Regions from separate parts of the Mus musculus genome. Here region 2 is linked to region 1. The links are chromatin contacts, called in public HiChIP or PLAC-seq maps. All regions are on one chromosome and are shown on one strand. Each heading gives the region's core, a stretch centred on a gene start, on an enhancer-like site or on the middle of the called end of the contact. The rest is flanking DNA. Distances are from core to core; before and after follow the strand shown. Region 1 has its middle 120 kb from the start of Gm15521. Region 2 has its middle 7.4 kb from the start of Gm26435.

The links. HiChIP or PLAC-seq counts read pairs in DNA pulled down with a chosen protein or histone mark.
Region 2: an H3K4me3 HiChIP or PLAC-seq map of embryonic basal ganglia shows a contact between it and region 1, with 5 times the contacts expected there. The contact joins two enhancer-like sites. A contact is called at or near these places in 1 of 39 promoter capture datasets (cranial neural crest), 3 of 484 Hi-C or Micro-C datasets (epidermal suprabasal cells, myocytes and nephron progenitors), 2 of 115 datasets of contacts at active chromatin or transcription factors (embryonic basal ganglia and embryonic limb bud) and 1 of 9 other capture datasets (embryonic stem cells).

What each region holds. Positions count from the first base shown.
Region 1 is chr9:29,748,909-29,751,844 of GRCm38.p6, reverse strand. It overlaps a transcript of Ntm not described here. Among named protein-coding and RNA genes, the nearest start is that of Gm15521, 120 kb to the right of the region's middle. Within about 2 kb of position 1,379, at least 54 of the 459 cell types and tissues checked have an H3K27ac peak or open chromatin away from gene starts, as enhancers often do. A contact at or near this core is called in embryonic basal ganglia, where this site is marked.
Region 2 is chr9:30,283,113-30,286,048 of GRCm38.p6, reverse strand. No RefSeq gene overlaps it. Among named protein-coding and RNA genes, the nearest start is that of Gm26435, 7.4 kb to the left of the region's middle. Within about 2 kb of position 1,363, at least 37 of the 459 cell types and tissues checked have an H3K27ac peak or open chromatin away from gene starts, as enhancers often do. A contact at or near this core is called in embryonic basal ganglia, where this site is marked.

The DNA.
Region 1 (2,936 bases), core at 130-2,629:
AAATCTTTTAAGAGACACTAAAACCCCTGTCATCCTGGAGTGGAAAGTATGTGAATATGGTTTCTTGTATGTGCCTGTGCAGATGTGACTAGCTGAAAAGCTAACACCCTCACTTTCTTGTGATGGTGGTGATGACAAGCCACAAGAGGTAAAGCTTCAGGAAGCAAAGCTGGGGGTGAGGGCAGGCTATTGTACACTGGGGTTAGTGGAAGTAAAAAGGCCAAGGCTTAACTGGCTACAAATCCTTTGTGCTGACACCTGCTGGAGAGAAGTGGAGCTCATGTCTCCAGGTGGCTGCCCTATGATTTTCTTGAGGACTTATGAAGCAGCCAATCACATAAAACCACTTGCAACCATTCCCAATACCTGTGATGTCTTGAAAAGTGATCTGGTCAGCACCTAGTTTTTTTATGACCGCTACCCACCCAGCCAGCACTTTCTAATAATACTCTGCCTTTAGCCCCCAGGATCGCATAGCAATCTACAAAGATTAATTAGAAGTGCTTTTCAGTGCTCCTTCTTGGTAGAGACAAGAATGGAAGCTACTAAAAGGGAAGTAAATTAGCCTCCCTGAGGGTTGGAAGGGAGGGTTCTGCCTGAGGGCACCTCTGGTTCAAGCCAGGGCTGTATTTGAAAACCAAAACTCTTGAGACCTGGGAACCAACAGAGAAACAATGTCATCAGATACTCCAAAAGGATTTAAGTGTAAGAAAATAAGGAGGCTGCCTGTGTTTATTCTTTTACTTGAAAAATGATGTAAACACCCAAATTTGTTACTATCTCCTTCCACGCGATTCCTGGCAAGATGCCCAAGATTAACTGACGTTTTGAGAGATTCCAGTATCCACACCATAACAGGCCCTTGCACTCTGCTCTTCCCTTAACCAGAATCTGCACCCCCATTCCTGAGAAGCTTGAGGGGCTCACAGGGGTAAAGGCAACCGTTGGATGCCTGTCTGTTTGGAAGCCGCCCTAAGCCTGGTGCTTGGTTCCTTCGGCAAAGAACCTGGAGTGGTGGGAGAGAAAGGCGGCATCGGGCCATTGAGGAAGTGCAGCTGCAGAGTGCCAAGGGGGAGGGGCCGGAGCTTCAGTGACGCTCTGTTTTATTCTTGCAACCAAGGCACAAATTAAAGCAAAATTAGAGACTTTCTTCAGGCATTGGATGACGGGAGGAGAAGGAAGATGGGGAAGCAGAGCTTTTAAGGACAGCGATTTGAGAACATCCGAGACAAATCAAGCTGGTGGCTGACTCTCTTCTTTTTTTTTTTATTGTGGAGTACTTACTGACTTTCCTTTTGGATTCCGGAGGGCTTCCCTTCCCCCCTATCTTTCCCTTTTTGCACCACGTACATGTAAATGTGATTGAGGAGTCTCTCGCCAGATCTGCTGCCTCGGCAGCCTTCCTGCCAGCTGGCCAGGCTGGGGAACCACGCTGGAGGCTGGCTGTGATGGACTACTTCCACAGGCTGCCTGGGGGGAAGTTTGCATCCGGAGGGGCTCCAGAGACCCTCTTGGCGGTTGAATAGCCGAAGGAAAAAAAGGCGAAGATGGAGGACCCTTTCAGCAGACCCCAAACCTCTTCTCTTGGCCCTCAGAAGACGTCCAAAATACCCCCACCATTTCGCCTGGCTAGACATTGGCCGCTGTTGTCAGTGTCCCATTCCCTGAAGAATTTCTGATGCTCAAAGTCCAGGTAGATCTAGAAAGCTATGCTCCACACCCTCCTTTCTCTTTCCAGCTAGGCTGTGCCAGTAAAACTCCAAGAGAATCTTATGCAGTGCTTACCCCCTCTAGACTACTGTAGCTGGTAGACAGCCCTAGTGTTTCTGGACTCAGCTTCGGTCTGTGTTTGTCTCCTGCACCTGTCTCCTTCCCACCTTGCCCTCAGATCGTATCCATTTCTTTATATTTTTTTTCTTACCGTCTTTCCTTTTCTCTTATGATGTACCAGACCCTATCTTCAGTAATTTGACTTCCCAAAGAGTCTGTGGAGCAAGCTCACAAACTCTTAGGGAACCTAACCTTGCCTGTTACTGACTGGTAACCTGTCTTTAATGTTCAAAGAGATTATATTTTCTCACAGGAATTTGGGGGAACTTAGGGGTCATCATTGGTATAGGTGATTGGCAGATGTTCACCAGGATATCTTAGGAGAGCTCTTAAGAACCTCCCCCTGACCCTAAGGATAATCACATCCTAACCCCCTCCCAATAAGCAGGTAGTATGTTTATTGGCTCAATTATAACTGATAGCGTAAAAACAGCAAAAACAGTTCTCATCTGAAAGAGGTAGTTTATTATAGAGCCAAATAGCCCCAAAACACAGATTCAGGGGTACTCAAAATTCGATGTTTTGGCATGGCAACAGTTTCAATAAATTTCCTTGCTGCAAAACCAAAGAACAAAGACAGCCACAAATCAAGACACTTTTAAAAACTACATTGGTGGTCATAGGTTGCAGCAAAGCAGAGAAAGCGCTGCCATAGTTCTTGATGGTATATAATAAAGTTCTTAGCTCTCGGGTTGGTGGGATGTAGTTGAATGCTAAGTTAATGCATTTGAAAGGCCTCAGGTGATAGTCACTGAAATGTTAGGTCAGTTATAAATGTGGGCTCCTTAGAGGGCTAAAGATAGTCCAAGACACTTTTTAAGCAGATGCAATGCCTTCGTCATTCCAACCTCCCCGTAACCATTGACATTCTAATTCTTTAATCAGCCTTTGTAGAATGTGCCATGTAAGGAGAGACTGCTTTCCAGAATCTTCTATTTATTAAACAGAACATGGAAGAGCAGTGGGGTTCGAGTACCATGACGAAGGTAGAAGTAGATAATAGCTCTCATCTTAGGCAAGATTTCTCACTCTCCCTCACCTTGCTCACGGTGGATGAAACCAGTTGCAGGTGGTGCAGCATTCTTTAGAGATGATGAGAGACAAAC
Region 2 (2,936 bases), core at 114-2,613, 530 kb before region 1:
TGGGACCTTGGCAAATGGTAACCAGAGGTAGCTGAAGTAATTTTATGGCTGCCTCCCTCTATACACATGCTTACAGGCCTGCTTTCATTTTCAAAAGCTCCCACTTTGGAATATAAAGGGGAAAGCGTGCAACGTGTGATCAGAGAAATGGCGCTACTTAGGAAGGTGTAAGAGCTATGAAAGGAAGGAAGCCAATAGGCAGCATAGTGCCTGCACATGCATAGAAGGCTGTCTGGGGTGGATGTGATTGGCACACCCATCACTGAATTCAGGCTTCATAGACTTGCCATGACTACATCAGTCAGAGACGTTTTCATGAAGGCCTTTACAATGGAGAATACATATGAGGGCACCTTTCCACGCTGGCTGTTTAAGCTTGCCTTGAGAAAAAGGCAGAAAACGAATGCCTTGGGAACCAAGCCCCAGACACTGAGCTCAAGTAGACCTTTCTGGTCAGTGAGAAGAGGAGTTGGACTTTATCTACTGCTGATGTTCACTTAAAGGATGTTCATGCAGCCATGACTTTAGAGCTCCTGCTCGGTGGGGCTGGCAGCTTCTTATCCTGGGCTGAGACTGTTTCTGTCCATACAAAAGATGGCTGTAGAATATGAGCTGGCCTGGAGTTGCTGGGCCCCAGGCATTACTGTAGCTCCTCTCGGGGCTTAGCTCTTGGCATAACAATTCTATCCATTCTGCTAGACATTCCTCTTGCTGTCAGGACTCTCATATACATAAACTCACAAAGAACTGCCTGCACCAATGACTCCATTTCCCAGAGAAGCGGATCCCCAAAGAGCAGGCAGGGGTGAGCTAATGAACCAGCTCGGAAGGGAGAATCACAAAGAAGACCTCTCCTAGAGGTCAAGGTGGCTCAGGGCTCCGCGACCCGATAAAGTCATGGAGTATGTGAACGGGAGAGTCTTTAGCTTCGAACCAGACTGAGGAAGTGGGGAAGAAGGAAGAGAGGCACAGGATCTGCTTTTTACCCTGTGTGCCTCATAAAATGAATGATCAAAAGTAAATTACAGACTTGCAAATGGGTGGTTAACGACTGAGACAATATGAGTGCAGAGAGAAGCTCATCAAAACACACTGGGCAAGAGCAGGAGGGAAGGGCTGAATACAAATGATGCTCTATAAAGCCACAGCATCAAAGCAAACGGCCCCCAGTGGAGGGTCCGGGTCATTCCCCACACCTGTCGGGTGGAGAGAACGTGCTGCAAGAGTCCTCTTTCAAAGGAGGAGCAGATGAAGCGCCTGTGTGGAAAGGGGAAGAAAGACTGACGGGAAAGAGGAGTGACAATGTCAGAACAACACAGCCTCAGCTGCTGATGAGAGCCGCCCTCTTCTTAGACAGTGGGGTGGGACAGCAGCCGACTTCAGGCTTTCAGCAGGGCCAGTGTAGAACTATTCTTAGCAGAGGCTGGGGGAGGGTAGGAGGGAGAGGCTGTGAAGAATGCCTATGTCTAATCAATGCAATAATTCACAGCCTCTGGGCTCAAAAGCACAAGTAACTAGGGTAAGGTGGCCCAGTGCAGCACAGGCTGGAAATCCCAGCACTCTGGAAACCGAGGCAAAAACATCCTAAGTGAGATCCTGTTTTAATAAAGCCCAAAACAGAGGTGGGAGATGACGTTGGCATCAGGGAGCCCACACATTTACTTAGGGTACAAGTGGAGTCCCCTCAGCTGCTTAATTTTTTGGCTGATGTTCATTCCCTGGGAACTGAAACAAAAGGGAAGTGGAAAGCAAAGAAAATTATTAAGGTATAACGAACGACAAGGAGTTCAGTTGGGGGGGGTGTTTCAGAGAAGGAGGAGAATCACACGGTCAAAGTGGGCCAGGTACAACCCATTTTCCCTGGTGGAAGCCACCTTTGTTCTGGGTTTTATTAAAACAGGCTCCCTTAGGGTATTACTACATGTAAGTTACTTTTCTCCTCGATGTTGTGATGTTTGCCATAAGCAACTTCAGGGAAGAAGGGTTATTTTGGAACATGGTTTGAGGTATATGGTCCATCACATTTGGTAAATCATGGTGGCAGCTGGCCACATTGCCTCTGTAGTCAGAAAGCAGAGAGCTGCCAAGCTTGGCCGGCTTTCTCTTTTATATTCGCTCAGGAACCTGCTTATGGAATTGGGCTGCACACACTGTGGGTGGGTCTTCCCATCCCAATTCTATCTAGAAGCTCCCTCACAAGCTTTGTCTCTAAGTGATTCTAAGACCCGTGAAGCTGATTATCCTCTCATTGGCTATCACAACAGAAGACTTTCAAAGGCAAGCCTTTTCCCTTGTCTACTGTGAGGGCTATCAGAGGAGGCCACATAAGAGCTGGGTGTCAGAATGCCATGCAGAGAATACAGCTTGTCCAGACCCAGAGCAGCTGGAAAAGGCCATTCTGCATGGAGAAAATGACAAGCGGCAAGTGTAGCATGAGAGCGGGGGAGAAGCGTGAAAGAGGAATCTGGCGAATTGAGGAGAAGATAGATTGCGGAGGTTCGTTATGTCACGCTAAAGAGTTTGGACCATATTCTATACGGCAGCCTCCTGGGTTCCTCAGTAGGAGAAGGGCATGATGGATCTGTATTTGGAAAGCCCTCCTTATCAGCTGTGTGAAAGAGGCCCATACAGAGAGATGCCTGGGGACATCTGTACTATGGCCATTGGGGACATCTGCTGCACCAGGTGACTACCTGTGCTTGGGCAGTGACAAAGCACAGCAGGCTGGAGCATGGGAGGAGCAAAATTGGCAGAGGTTAGCAAAGGGTAGCAGCTTCTCTGTCCTACATAGGGCGAGAGCCACCTGCTCTATGCAAATTCACGACAGACAAGCCAAGCCGCACAGTAGGCTGCTTTGCTACCTGCCCATTTGGGTTTGGTGGCCAATGCCCAAGGCAAAGGCTACAAAAGTGCGGAGCTGAGAGGGCCCCAAGTAA